Regions from separate parts of the Mus musculus genome. Here regions 2, 3, 4 and 5 are each linked to region 1. A link is a contact called in public promoter capture Hi-C and targeted proximity ligation data. All regions are on one chromosome and are shown on one strand. The core of a region is the stretch at or near the end of the contact, and the rest is flanking DNA. Distances in the headings are between cores, read along the strand shown.

The links. Promoter capture Hi-C pulls out the DNA fragments that hold promoters and counts their contacts.
Region 2: a contact with region 1 is called in a targeted proximity ligation map of pancreatic cancer cells. A contact is called at or near these places in 2 of 39 promoter capture datasets (both in liver) and 1 of 130 datasets of targeted methods (pancreatic cancer cells).
Region 3: a targeted proximity ligation map of pancreatic cancer cells shows a contact between it and region 1. A contact is called at or near these places in 2 of 39 promoter capture datasets (the 3T3-L1 cell line and embryonic stem cells), 1 of 484 Hi-C or Micro-C datasets (embryonic stem cells), 2 of 130 datasets of targeted methods (extraembryonic endoderm stem cells and pancreatic cancer cells) and 1 of 9 other capture datasets (adipose tissue).
Region 4: a promoter capture Hi-C map of liver shows a contact between it and region 1, with 2.5 times the contacts expected there. A contact is called at or near these places in 2 of 39 promoter capture datasets (hematopoietic stem and progenitor cells and liver), 2 of 484 Hi-C or Micro-C datasets (both in embryonic stem cells), 2 of 130 datasets of targeted methods (bone marrow-derived macrophages and pancreatic cancer cells) and 1 of 9 other capture datasets (adipose tissue).
Region 5: a contact with region 1 is called in a targeted proximity ligation map of pancreatic cancer cells. A contact is called at or near these places in 6 of 39 promoter capture datasets (cranial neural crest, embryonic stem cells, hematopoietic stem and progenitor cells and 3 more), 6 of 130 datasets of targeted methods (bone marrow-derived macrophages, embryonic stem cells and pancreatic cancer cells) and 4 of 9 other capture datasets (embryonic stem cells, liver, macrophages and 1 more).

The regions. Positions count from the first base shown.
Region 1 is chr19:5,446,339-5,449,119 of GRCm38.p6, reverse strand. It overlaps Fosl1 (fos-like antigen 1), which reads right to left and starts at 1,422. Exons shown (of 4, transcript NM_010235.2): 1 at 1,065-1,422. The coding sequence starts at 1,169.
Region 2 is chr19:4,960,911-4,963,691 of GRCm38.p6, reverse strand. Mrpl11 (mitochondrial ribosomal protein L11) reads right to left here and starts at 1,386. Exons shown (of 5, transcript NM_025553.4): 1 at 1,177-1,386; 2 at 718-813; 3 at 273-366; 4 at 27-186. The coding sequence starts at 1,299.
Region 3 is chr19:5,066,705-5,069,485 of GRCm38.p6, reverse strand. It overlaps Cd248 (CD248 antigen, endosialin), which reads right to left and starts at 1,408. Exons shown (of 1, transcript NM_054042.2): 1 at 1-1,408. The coding sequence starts at 1,360.
Region 4 is chr19:5,116,910-5,119,690 of GRCm38.p6, reverse strand. Klc2 (kinesin light chain 2) reads left to right here and starts at 1,393. Exons shown (of 16, transcript NM_008451.3): 1 at 1,393-1,569; 2 at 2,259-2,497. The coding sequence starts at 2,270. It overlaps LOC115489018 (a long non-coding RNA gene), which reads right to left. Exons shown (of 2, transcript XR_003952889.1): 2 at 359-2,781.
Region 5 is chr19:5,739,455-5,742,235 of GRCm38.p6, reverse strand. It overlaps Ltbp3 (latent transforming growth factor beta binding protein 3), which reads right to left and starts at 1,336. Exons shown (of 28, transcript NM_008520.3): 1 at 1,251-1,336; 2 at 1-901.

The sequences.
Region 1 (2,781 bases), core at 173-2,672:
GGGGGTGGGGGCTCAGCGTTCTGGGAGAGAAAACTGGGTTCAAGCTCTGTGAGCTAAGGATGTGGGGCCCCTCCAGTCCAGGAAGCACCTCACATGCTTAGGCAAGTCTGGACAGCTATGTCCCCAGCCCAATACTGGGGGACCCAGCATCTCAGTGACCCCCGTTCTGGGCTAGAAGCACTGCCAGGGGCATCTCTCGCTCCCAGGTCGTCGGTCCTTAGGGGCCGTTTGGGGCCAGGAAGGGAGGGGCACCCAGGGTGACTCAGCCTCAGTGACTCGGCCCGCTGTGACTCGGCGAAACGGACGCAGCTCCTTCCCTCCCCTGGCGACACGTGCTCGCGGCCCCTCGACAGGAAATGGACACCTGCAACCTCTCAAGTGCCCCTATCCAGCAGTGAGAGACGTCGGGTGCCGAGAATGTGGAGCGCGAGTGTGGCCGGGCAGGTGACCCCGCGCACATCCCAACACTTCGTGGTCTCCAGGAACCCCTCGGAACCACTGCCTGGGGCCCATGGGCTCTATACTGCGCACAAAGAGATGAGGACTTGACCGGATAAAGGGACACGGACAACCAGAGCAACACACGGACAGCCTCGGACAGGCTGCTAAGAATTCTCTGTCCCGGCTGAGTTCTGATGGACCCCGTCTCTATGTGCCCAGACCCCAGGTCCCAGTTATTAACTGGAGATGGAGAACACCTCTGATCCTGTCCAGGCAGGGATGGGGCAGGTATTTAGAGGGACAGCGTATTAGGGGCAGATAGGAGGAAATGTAAGACCGTAACGGAGACGGAGGGGCAGAAAGACAGTCAGCTAGGGAGATACGGGCGAGCGAGAAGGGGAATTCGCAGATATTCGCGCTTCCCGCTGCGCTCGTCCCCTTGGCCACCGGGTACATAGGTTCCCCGACCACACAGAACGTGCAGGATCCTCGGTCGCGACCACCAGAGTCAGATGCTGCTCGGGGCCCCAGTCCAAATCCCGGAGCAAACTAGACTAATCCCAGCATCCCTGATGCTGTCCAAACTCAGGTCCCCCCCCCCCCGACGATTCGGCCAGTCTCACCTGCTGCTGGGCGGTCTGTGCCTGAGCTTGCGGGGGCTGCGCGGGGCGACCGTACGGGCTGCCAGCCCCGGAGCTCGGTCCCGGTTCCCCGTAGTCTCGGTACATGCCCTGGGCTGGATGTTCGGTAGGGTCCGCGTTGGCGGCTGCGGTTCTGACTCACTCGCGCCTCTCGGAGTCTGGTCTTTTTTATGAATGAAAAGTTCTTGGGCTGAACCACTTGCACCACGGGGGGTGGGGGCGTGTCTCAGCGGCGCCTTTCACCTCGCAGGGGACCCACCTCTCCAGATGAACCTCTGTGGACCGGTCCGCTCGGAACTTCACGACCCTCTGCTCGGGTGGCAAGCCGCCTCTACAGACAGAAAGCGACCGACTTGGCGTCCCCTAGCATCCGCGGCGGCCACGCCCCCCTCTGACGCAGCTGCCCATACATGGTGCAATTTCCTTGCCGCGCCCAGGTGCACCGAGGATTCCCCCTGACGCACCTTGCCGAAGTTGGGGCTTGCAACTGCGCCCCGCCCCGTTCAGACTAGCCAAGGTTCCCAACACAGGGCGAAACAAAATCCTGTGGCCGCCTGGCCTCGCGCCAAGACTTAGAAAGAAGAACGGGGAGAGTGTCTGAAAGCTGGGAAGTGAATTATAAATATGGGTTATTATTATCATCATCATTATTTACCTGGAGAGAATCATTCCAACTGTCACCCAAGTCTGCAGTCCTGACTTAAGACCGCTCCTCTCAAGTGGGGTGAGAAGTTTCTTTAGTTGAGTTTGCTTTGCTTGTGGTTTGTGGAGGGAGGTTGGTTGAGACAGGGTCTCAGGTATCTAGTTGAGGCTGCCCTTGAACTCCTGATCCTTCCGTCACCTCTCAAGTGTTGGACTGTGCCACCATCACACCTGGCTTTTGTAGATAGGGTCTCTTGTTGTGCAGGTTGGCCTTGAACTCCTTATGTAGCTTAGAATAACCTGCTTTCACTTCTCAAGTGGAGGGCAGACATTACAAATGTGCCCCTCCACACCCAGTTTCAACTGTTGTCAAGGTTTTTGATAGACTGAAAGGTTATTGACAAACCAGGGTTATGAAATGTTGTTATATTTGAATACTACGTGAAGTGGCATTTAGTGTACCCACAGATAGAAGGCGCTACATGTTTGAGACCGTCTCTGGAGCTATCACAAGCTTTAATCCAGGCCTCTACAGGCAGAGAGCGCCTACAGAAGGACATAGGTGTCCTGAGACACAGTCAGTAAGGCTTCTTGACTGAAGGTCTGACTGGAGGCACTCCTCCAGTACTATGTGTGTCACCAGCCCACTTTGGAAGTATGTGAAAGGCCTTGATACGGGTGAGGTCCTGACCAGGTGTGCTGAGGAGGTAAATGCCATCATAACCCCCACTTCTCAGATGGGAAAAACTGAGGCTGACAGGTATTGAAATGAGTTGCTCAAGGCCACTGAGTAAGTGGCTGAGTCTGGTGACCAAGTCAGGCCATGAGCTTCAAGCCTTTACATTGTACGTACACGAAGAATGGCAGACTGGGAGAGCATGGGTCCCAAAACTCTTTCTCTGATTTCTTCCATCTCAATGGAGACTGAAGAAACTTGTCCTCAGGGAAGCAGAGGCCTGGGCTGTCTTCATTGGGAACAAAGGCTGGGGTTCTGCTGTTTGGACTCAGGCCTGGAGGCCAGTATATCTCATCATAGAACTATACTTTGTGTCCATGT
Region 2 (2,781 bases), core at 137-2,636, 490 kb after region 1:
ACTTGGATTCCTCTCAAGATACTCACTCCTTCACCACTCGAATGCCCAGGGAACGGGCAGAGCCAATGATGGAACGGACCACAGAAGACAGGGGCACATCTTGCATGGCAAAAGCATCATCCTTAGCTTTGACACAGGCAATCTCATATACGTGCTTCAAACTCACCAGGCCTGCCACCTCTTTCCCTGGGAAGAAGGAGCAAAGAATTCTTCAAGTGCCACTACATTTCTCTGGATACATCAGACTCTCAGGTGCCCACTCTAGTCCTTACCTGTATGCCGGGCCCCCTTCTCGATCCCAGCAGCTGCCTTCAAAAAGTAAGAAACAGTGGGCTGCCCAATCTTGAGCTCAAATGTCCTGTCGGGCTTAACAGACAAAGATACATGAGAATTTCTTGGTTTTCTATCCAGTCCAAGACATTTCTAATGTCCCTTTCCTTCTCCCACCAACTTGCACACCACAAAAGACAGAAAAACAAATCTACAGCACACATCCCTGCCATTTTTATTCCTAGCCCAAATCTCCTCTGGAAGCCCCAGTGAGATGAGAGGTAAGAACCACAATATGGCAGGATCAAGCCAGTTCAGAGAAATTATGGTCTAGGCTTCTGTTTAAATGATAAGTGGAAGGTAGCAACCAAGTTAAGAGTCAGAGAAGCAACCAGAGTGACTAGTTTCAAGGGCCAAGGAAATATATGGGAGAATGGGTCTCTCTACCTTTATAAAAATTTTTGTAGGCAGGGGAATGCCTTCTTTGATGTCCTTTGTCTTCTCGTTGAACTCTTTGCAGAACTGGTTGATAGAGACACCTCGCTATAAGGAACGCATACACAAAGTTAAGTATGGGAGCTGAAGGCTTTCTACCAACCAGGAGCCCCTGTCCTTTCATCTTTGTGTGTGTGGGGGGGGGGGGCGGGGGTATGGGTGTGTGTTGTTATATTTCTTCTACTCTGGTTCTATAGCTTTGGGTGCCAGGCAATTCGTCCACAAGGTACCACTTAATCAGCAACTAGCCAACTTGGGGGTCAGAGGTGCTGAGGTCAAAAGAGGCTCCGTAAGTAATACAAGGACATAAGGCCTGAAGGTGTGAATAGTGGAGACAACGTTTATAAAGGAGACTTCCCCGGCTCCAGCGCACTCTCCCACGTCTCCCAGGCCGGGTTCCGCACACCGCACCTGACCCAAGATGGGACCTAGTGGAGGCCCAGGAATAGCTTGGCCTGCTCGCACGATGGACCGGATCACGCCGCCGGCCTCGGGCTTCTTGAGGGTCCGAGTGGCCCGGCTTAGCTTGGACATGATGTAGGATTTTAATCTTAGCTCGCCTCGGAGAAGCAAAGAACTACGCTCTGGGCGCGGCCATTTTGGGTCAGAGGTGAAGGGCCCTCGTGTTCGGCTAGGGTAAATGAGACCAAAAAAGAGCAGTCTTGTTTCAGGCATACAGCTCTCCAACTAAAGACCAATTACGGAATTTAAGAATTAATTGAACTTTGCGCTCTGAAGGCAGGACGAGAACCTATATGGTTTCAGTACACACAATCCCTCAGCGGTGCGCACAGGCATCACCTTAGACAGCCAAACAGGAGTTCGGGACTTTGAGTCTCCGCACAGCATTGTGGGTATGTAGTTCAGCGCCTTATCCTGCGCCTGCTGTTGGCCGTGTTCTGGGTTGCCATCTGCTGGACACAGTGATATCTTAGCGTTTGATATGGAGCAAGTTATGCAAAATCCCTTGAGTCTTTTGTTTCCTCATGTGGTTTTTCATGGAAGGCAATATGATTATAGACGGGAAATGAAATGGCAGACTGCTGCTCTTGCTGGCTATGAACCTGATTCATAGCTAGACAAAGAGTTAGAGCTAGGATTAGGCTACTGTTTCTGTTACCTATGAAAATCTTTGACACCGCGAATATTATAGGTACCTTTCAGAATTGTTGTGACAGCTCAGTAACACACGTTGAACCAAGAAGGCATTTACCGCTATTTATACAAAGGGAAAAGCTCTTCCCCGCGCTTTTGAAATGCTAAGTTTGTGAATTCTCATCCCAGTCAAACCTGATTTTCCACTAGCTTATTAGGCATACTTTATTGCTTCCCCGTCTTTCATTTTTTCATTGGAAGATGACTTTTTGTGTCTCAGAACTCCGCATCCCGCTCTATTCTGTCCAGGATTCCTGATTATTACTTGCGTTTTAGGGAATGGTATTTGAGCCAGGTGGTGTTTGAAGCCTTTATTATCCCTCCCTAGAGCAATCTTGTGTATCTAGGCACTTTAGGGTAGTAGCAATGGCCTTGGTAGGACTCTTTGACTCACAGACTCTTCCTGACCACACGTGGCTGCAAAGCTCCAATAACTGTAGGTTGAATGCTCCATTATTTTCTCCAACAGTTCAGGATATAAAGTTCTCTGATCCAGTCTCCAGACTGAGACTACTTCGAAGGAACTATCCACTAACTCACTGTTTGCGATCCTTCAGATTCGAGGGGAATTCTCCAGTTTCTTTTTTCTTTTTTTTTTCCTTTTCTTTTCCTTTTTAAAAAATAATTCCTCTCCAGACAACCAGGCAGCCTATTATGTAGCATACCACTTCAAATTCTATCATCTTCCTCTAAACCGCCTCTCACAAACCTCCATTTTTTTCTTTCCTCTACCATTTCCTTGTGTGTGCAATGTACGTTTTTGCGTGTGTGTGGGTGAATGTGTGTGTGGATTTGCACATGTGTACACACACGAGAAGGGCCGAGGCTGATGTTAAGATCCTCTTCCATTGCCCTTCTGAG
Region 3 (2,781 bases), core at 159-2,658, 380 kb after region 1:
AGATCACCATGGGCCGTGTGGCAGACACCACTGAGGAGTGGTAGGGGCCCCTGGGGGCACTAAGTGGGGGTGGCCAGGTAGGCTCCAGGTGCAATCTCTGAGGCTCTCCATCCTGTGGGAAGTTGGGCCTATAGGGCAGGCCAAAGTCAGGTGGATGTGTAGGTGCCAGCCATAGGATCCCCTGTTCCTCTGTCCAGGTGCCATCAAAGTCCTCCCAGGGCTCCTCTTCATCCTCCCCTTCTTCTCCATCATCCAGCAACTCATCTCTGAGATCCTGGGAAGCCTGGGCACCCATGGCTCCTGCAGGGCTACAGCTGATACCATCTGCCTCAAGCTCGTGACCCTCGCTGCAGTAACACTCAAAGCCACCAACATAGTTGACACACATCTGCTGGCACACACCAGCAATCTGGCACTCATCCGTGTCCACGCAGCGGTGTGGATCATCCTCAGCTGGCCGGAAGCCAAGGCGACAGTGGCAGCTATAGCCTTGTGGCCCTCCAGGTTCACACTGCTGCTCACAGGGGGCCTGGGCACAGGGGTCTTCACAACTGTGCCCATCTGCTGCTAGACGGAAGCCTTCACTGCAGCGGCAGGACACAGCACCGTCCACCTCTTCCACACACTCATGTTCGCAACCCCCATTGTCAGGACCACAGCCAGTCCCTGGGCACAGCGGGCCAGTCTGGGACCAGCCCACGCCACCTGAAGGCTGTTTCACGCACAGCAGAGAAGCTCCCCTGCCAGCTTGGCACTGCACAGCTGCCACGGAGCCAAAGGGCAGCCATTCGAACTCGCTGGAAACCAGGTTGAAGGGTGTGGTGTAGACAGCGGGACCGGCCTGACCCACCTCAAGCGGCAAGGCAGGGCAGGCACCCTCAAAACCAAACTGGCAGAGGTAGCCATCGACAGCCAGTGTGCACGAGCCTTCGAGCCAGCGATGCTCTCCGCTGGCCTCAAGGGCTGCACAGCGCTGGGCTGGGCAGGGTCCTTCCGTAGCCGGCTGGGCCCAGTTGGTGAAGGCGGTGTCCTGGTCTCCCGTGGTCCATATGAAGCCCCGCAGTGGGCGCTGCGGCTGGCATTGCCTAGCCTGCCGCTGCAACCCAATCCATAGCAGCCCGTTGGCCGGCCCGACCCCCACCAGGCTGTCCACACGCTGGGCCTCCTCTGGGGTCCGCGGTGTGGCCAGGTTGCCCCCCAATTCGCGGCACGCCCGCCAAGCTTCCAGGAATGTGCGGCGCCGGGGAAAGAGCGCGTAGCAGCTGCTGGGGCCGCACGCGGCTCGAGGCTCCGGCGTCCAGGGGACCTGGCCCAGTGCGGGCACCGCGGCCACCCAGGCCAGCAGCAGGCGCAGCAGCATCGCGACGCCCCCCGACTGGCCCGGCTCGGGCCTGCCGCTGCTCTTGACAGGGGGAGGGATCAAGGCCTCTGGCGGGAGGGCCGGGGGCGGGCCCGGCGGACTCACGCCTTGTAAGGAGTGGGCTGGGGCCGCTGCCAGCTCCCCTGCTAGCTCCCCGGGGGCTGCTGGAGCAGGAAGCAGTGGGGTGGGGGGGGTTCTGGGGTGAGAGGCGAAGGGCAGAGGAGGGGGGAGGTACAACTAACGGGCTACCTCAGGCGTTACAGAGCTGAGAGTCAGGGAAAAGGGAACCTGTCTGTCTGAGAAGCATCCCCAGTCAACCCTCTGAAACTTCAGCGTTGTTTGCAGCTAAGGCAGCTGGGGTGAAGCTGTCTTCCAGAGAGACTCCCGAAAGCCGGGATCTGGATTCACCAGTATCAGTATACTGGCTGCATTCTGAGCTCAACGACTTGATCGGGCCAGCCCTTTCTCATCACACATATGTGAACGACTCCTTCCAAGCCTGGCAAGAGCATCTTCTCTGACACCCTATCTAAGGCCGCCAAACCCCAGCCTCACACACGCAGCTCTCCTGACATGCTGTGTATGCCCTTAGGTGGATAAGCTAGGATGATGTGGCCTGCTAAACGGTCTCAACGATGAGGCCCCACCCATTCCTGCCTGGGCCCTGCGTGAGAATCAACTTGATAACCTCCTTGAGAACCACCTCAACCAGACACGTATTTGATGAGCCCTTCGCTCAGCCTACCTCACTCCCAAGTTTTTTTGGCTCCAGCAGGACCAGCATTAGGGGTTAGGGAGGGGGGAGGAGGCCAAGGCCTGCTCTCTCCTTACCCTGGCTCAGTCAGGGGCCCTGGGAACCTGGGCTTAGAGCGGGAGGAGGCTGCCCCCTAACAGGAAATGCCTCTCCAGGCTTCTGCTGCAGGAAGGCAGGGTGCATGACTCTGGGCTCTGTGGAGACTGAGCTCTGCTCAGGGTGAGCACGGCTGCTATGAGGGGACCTGTGCAAGACCATGTATGGGCATGGGGACACAACAGGATAGTAAGTGTGACACAGGCATCACATTGTCCTCCTTACTCCCAGGGTCCTCTTCCAGCCCTTCCTGGAGGCCTCTGGAGGTTTGCACACTGGGCCAGGCACCCAGGGTGGCCCTGGGATTCTGTGTGAAGGATTAACCCCTGCATTCTCTTTTTACCTTTATTTATTTATTTATTTATTTTTAAGAGATGGAGTTTGCTCTGTTGCCAAGGCTATTCCAAACTCCTGGATTCTAAGTAGCAGGTACTACAGTCACCCAACACCAGGTAATCCTTTTATACCCTTGGGGTTTTTTGTTTGTTTGTTTGTTTGTTTTGGTTTTCTGAGACAGGGTTTCTCTGTGTAGCCCTGGCTGTCCTGGAACTCACTCTGTAGACCAGGCTGG
Region 4 (2,781 bases), core at 144-2,643, 330 kb after region 1:
AACTCAGATGGCGGTATCTATCGATGCCCTGGAAATGGTAAAGATGGTTGTGAGCCAATGGGTGCTGCAAATGAAACTCAAGTCCTGAGCAGGAGAAACAAATGCTCTTCACCACCGAGGCATCCTTTCAGCCATCCCCTCCCCTCCGCACGCTTTGTAAGGTAGCCGTCTACTGATTGCTACCACATTCTCTATCTACCCCAGGCCCCAGCCAACAGGTGATGACCTACATTCCAGAAGGCAAAACAAGAAAAATGTTAGAAAGGCCGATGTTGTGTCAGCACCAAGTGGGTGTGGAGTAGAGATGGGAAGAGTACTGTAGAATCTAGTGGGATAGGGACCAAAGAGGCCGTCCTAGTTAGAGTTAATATTGCTGTGTGGAAACACAGTGACCAAAAGGGTTTATTTGGTGCACTCTTCATCCAGTGAAGGAAGTCAGGACAGGCACCCAGAGAGAACAGAACCCAGAGAAAGGAGCTGATGCAGAGCCCATGAAGGAGTGCTGCTTCTGGGCTTGCCCTCTGAACTTGCTCAGAACTGCCTTCTGGCCTCACCTACCCTGGCCTGGGCCCTCCCACAACAATCAGTAAGAAAACAGGTTTTCCTGCAGCCCGATCCTATGGCAGCATCTTCTCAGCCGAGATTCCCATCTGTTCAATGACCCTAGTTTGTGTCAAGTTGACATAAAACTATCTAGCACAGAGGTCTTTCCTTCCGAGTTGGTGACACCCAATCTGAGGCCCCCCAATGACACCACCACAATCCAAAGGCACTCGTCTGACCTCCTTATCTGGTCAGCAGTATCCACCCAGATATTCCCCTCAGGGGCGTGGATCTTCTCCCTTCTCCACCGACCTCCACACGCTCCTTCCCACCCAATTCTCCTTTTTAACCAGAAGCCTCCTTCTGTTCCCTCACAAAGCAAACCTAGATGCTGAGAATTCCCTACAGGCACAGTCACCTCCGAAGCCGGTAAGAGGTGCGTCTCTAGAGCGCGGAGGGGGCTGGGGGGTCAGATGTGTGAGAGGTGGGTAATGGCAACACCCACCTCACCAGCCCTTTGTGAGCATTAAGTCAATGCACTAAGACATCGACAAAAACACTTGACAGTCAATCAATGTGGACCGACTCGCTCTGGAATCTGAGGAGGTCGGCCTTCTTGCTCCTCAGTCACTCTGGTCCGGGGTCGGAGCTCCGCAGAGCGCACAGACCTGGAAGCTCTGGTCCGAGGGGGCGAGTCCAGCCACGCCCCTCTGCGTCCCGTCTGGGCTGGCCCCACCCCGAAGCCGGCCAGGCCTGCGGGGCCCCTTTAAGGCAGCGAGCTGGCCGGCTGGAGCGTGTTTCGCCCCCTCCGACGCCGCCGAGGTAGCGGCTTCACCTTTAAGGCGGCGCGGGGACTGCTGGGAAGGCCGGCGGGATGGAGGCAGCGAGACGAGCTCACGGTCGAGGATCCGGGTGAAGCGGGACAGGAGCAGGAGCCGGAGCCGGGCCAAAGCAGAAGGTGCAGGTCGGCGCCGGCCGGTTGGGCCGGGAGACCCAGTCAAGCCGGACAGTGAGGAGCGGTTGCAGGTCGGCCTAGAGGAGGAGTCGTCGTGGTCGTGGGCGCGGCCTGTGGGAGGACCCGACCGGCCCGCGGGGAGGGGGCGCGGTCCCGGGCTGGGGCTGGGAATCCGGCCTTTTCTAGGGAGGGTCTGCGGGCCTCAGGCCAGCCTGCGGGAGGGGTCGTTGTGGGCGCGGCCTGAAGAGACCTGTCCCGAAACTAAAGACCGCAGTCTCCCCGGAGCGGCGGGGGCGGGGACGGGGTGGCGGGGCTCGGTCGGCCCTGGGGGAGGGGCTCGTGGTTCCGCTTGCCCTGGGAAAGGGGCTGTCGCCAGGGCTGAGACCCAGTTGCCCGGAGAGCCTGTGGCGTCTGACTTGGGAACGCCTTGCAATGCCCTAGTGCTCTGTGTACCGATTAGGACAGTTCCGAATAACTCTCGAAGATGGGCTTTAGATCAACTGGCCTGAGCCGGTGGTCTGGGGCGGAATCGGGGTCCAGCCTCACTTCAGTCACACCGCATTGCGTCTCCCTAGGCTAGACGAGCCTGGCGCGCCCCCTGTAGGCCGCGTGCTGGCACGGCGAGGACTGCGGGCTGAGGGATCTGGACATCCATAGGGACCTAGGCGTCCGGGGACCTCCCGGTGTTTACCTAACTTGGGGTGGACGGCGGTGTGGCCCTAGGCCTGGCGTCCGCCTGCCCCACCCCTTGCCTCCACAGACGGCACGACCATGGCCACGATGGTGCTTCCTCGAGAGGAGAAGCTGAGTCAGGACGAGATAGTGCTGGGCACCAAGGCGGTGATCCAGGGTTTAGAGACCCTGAGAGGGGAGCATCGTGCCCTGCTAGCTCCCCTAGCTTCTCATGAAGCAGGCGAGGCCGAGCCGGGCTCACAGGAGCGCTGCCTCCTCCTGCGCCGCTCCCTGGAGGCCATCGAGCTGGGGCTTGGGGAGGCTCAGGTAGGTCAGTGTTGGGGCTGTGGTGGAAGATTACCCGAAGGGCCCTGGTGATGTAGGAACACCCTCAGCAAGGAAACACAAGTCTTTCAGAGCGTCACGTTAGGACAATAAGCAACGTTCAATGAATACACTTTGGAAATGCCAGCCCTGCGCCCTGCCCCAACGGGCACCCTTACCTCACACTGAGCTATGCCATTCAGGCCTCATTCTACCTAACAGACTGGGATGACAGAAGAAAGCAGAAATACTTTAGTAACCTCCCCTCACAATACAATTATGCATGA
Region 5 (2,781 bases), core at 87-2,586, 290 kb before region 1:
GCCGCACGACCCTCGGAGATTGGAGGTCGAGCCCGAGCAGGGGATCGAGTGTTGGTAGCAGAGGGCAGAGCGGGGCGAGAAGCCAAGGGTAGGGAGGGGACAGCAGGAGCGGCCGGGATCCCCGTTGCGAGGGAGAGCGATGGAAGCTGCACTGAGGGTAGAGCGAAGAAACTTCCCTGGCCGGGAGAAACCCAGCCAGGCCCCGAACTGAGGCCGCAGCGAGGAGGCCGGAGCAAGTGGAGGCGGAGAGGAGGAGCGAGGGGAGAGGAAGGCCGGGCGGCCAGCCCGCTCCGCGCCTCCCCCTGGCCGGGCTCCTCTCCCGCGGCCGCCGGGAAGCAGGGAGCGCGCGGGGAGGACGCAGGGAGAAGTGAGCAGTTGTTTTCCCTGGCTGGAGCGCGCCGGCGGCGAGGGGGGCTGGGACGCTGGCCCGGGGCCAGGGAGACAATTTTTTTTTCTCCTCTCTCTTTTTCCTTCTGGTTCAAGCGTCTTTCGCTGCTGCCCGGAGAAGCGACGATGTGCGGCAGGGAGGGCGCCGGTTGGAGTGGGGGCAGCCCCCTAGGTGCCCGCCCCGCGCAGGAACCGACCTGGGTTCTTTCCAGAAGAATCCTCACCTGGGGACTCCGCCAGATTCCTCCGGGCGGGGTGCAGAGGCCTGTGCACACCTCCCCCGCCCAACTACTTTTCCACCTGGTCAAAATGGGGAAACCGAGGCAGATGGTCCTTGCTTGGAGGATCAGAGGTCTGTTAACTTTTGCCCATTGGCCTTTGTACATGTAGGGGTTCTCGAAGCCCTGAAGTCATGGGTCCTTATTCCTGGTCCTGTCTTCTCTCGAAGGAAAGGATTTAAGCAGGAGAGAGCACCTTCTGGCCAGGGTTTACTGGCCGGGGAGAACCCTGTGGCCTCAAGAAGAAGAGCAGAAAGAACAAAGCTAGAAACCTGGCTTCCCTGCCAATGTTCCCCCCCCCCCCCCCGCTCCTTAGAGGGCTTCCTGGTGCCCACCCTGCCACCTCCCCCCTTCCCCTCGTCTGGCCTGGCTGGCGGCGCTGGCTCTGGGCCTCAGACACTCTGGAATCGCCAAGGTCTGAGCTCAGGGCCTGGCCCCCTTCCCAGGCTAACAGCCGGAGAAGGGAGTGCTACTTGAGTGCTCAGGGGGCTGGGGAGAAGCCCAGCAGGGCCCTGGGGCAGGGGTTGACAGGGGGGTGGGGAAGGGTCTTGAATTTGCTCAAGGCTGTAGAAGAGCTAGACTTACTCACTGGTCTGAAAGGGGAGGCTGTGGTGTCCCGGATCTGGACAATACTGTGAGAACGTGCTAGGAAGCCCCAGGATCCAGTGTCTGACTCAAAAGAACTTAGTAGGGCTAAGGGTGACCAGGGTCAGAACCATGCCAAGTCTGGTTCATGCCAGGCCCTCTCCAGGGGAATCAGGGGGTGGTAATCTGATGGGAAGAGGGGGTTGGGCTCGGCTTTAGGCACACCTTTCCAAAGAGCTAATGGTGGTTTTTTTTGTTTTTTGGTTTTTTTTTTTTTTTTACTTTAAGGCTGAGTTTATTTGGGTAGCTTCGGAGGGACTGAGGGAGGCCATTTGATGAGTTCTGCTTGAATTGCTCAGTAGCTCAGGCGCTGCTCAGTACAGCCTACTGCTGCAATGCTGGCAGGGGGTGACCTCTGTGTCCCAAGAGGATTCCTTGCTGCTAGAATCTAGGAGGACTTGGGAGGGGGGACCCCTCCCCCTGCTCTAGTAACACTGTTGCAACAGTAACACTGAATACTTTCCACCTGGCAGGAGTGGTGCTGAGCGCTCTTACATTCATTTTTTCCTTTGAACTGGTGTAAACCTGACCCTCCCCTGTGCAGAGTAGGCAGAGGCTCACCTTGGAACAAGGCGCTGTCAAACAGTCCAGGCTTGGAATCTCGTGCTCTCCAAGCCTTGGAATTCTTGCCCATGGAATGAGATCTAGTCACCCAACTGTGAAACAAAAGGAGTGGTGGGCTGTGGGGGTCTGGGACAGCTTCCTTCAAACACGCTTTTCCATAGTGAAGGGAAGTAATGAGGGGAGCCTTGGGGCATGCTGGGAAGCCGAGAAAGGTGAAAAGGACTGCAATGAGTCTTGCAGAGTCAAGAGTGAGAAAACAAACAAACAAACAAACTTCCAAACCAAAAAAAAAAAAAAAACCGCTGTCCTTTCCAAGTCAGAGGAAAAGCCAGGCGAGCAACACGGTGGGAAGGGCAGAGGGCAGTGCAGCTGTGGTCTGAGTGGGTATGTAAGTCACTGTGAGGAATTTGGATCAGCGGGCACTGTATCAGGGCCGATGAGGATCTGCCCACCGCACACCTCTTGGAAGGATGTGGCTGTTTGATTTGGGACTGTGGAAAGTCGCGCCATTGTGAAGTAAATGATACAGAGAAGCAGGTGATGTGGTCTCAGGGTTTGGCTTCATCCCCTGGCAGGTGAGAGAAAAAGACAGGAGAGGGACACTATGGAGGTCCCTTTCAAGTCTTCTGAGCAGAGACACCTGAGCCCATGACAGACTGGAACATAGGCTCATTCCTGAGCACACAGGGAATGTTACTCTGTGGGAAAGGTGACTCAGTAGTTCACGAGAAGGGCCCACAGAAACAGGCAAGCTGCCATTCTTGTGCACCAGGGAGGAGAGATAGTTATCCCAGAGACCCAGTAGGGGCGTCAGAGTGACATGAAAGGAACTTGATGTGGAAAAGCCAAAAGGAACATTCTAGAAGGAGTATATGACCAGCAGCATGTGTTGCTGTGAGTGGGAGTG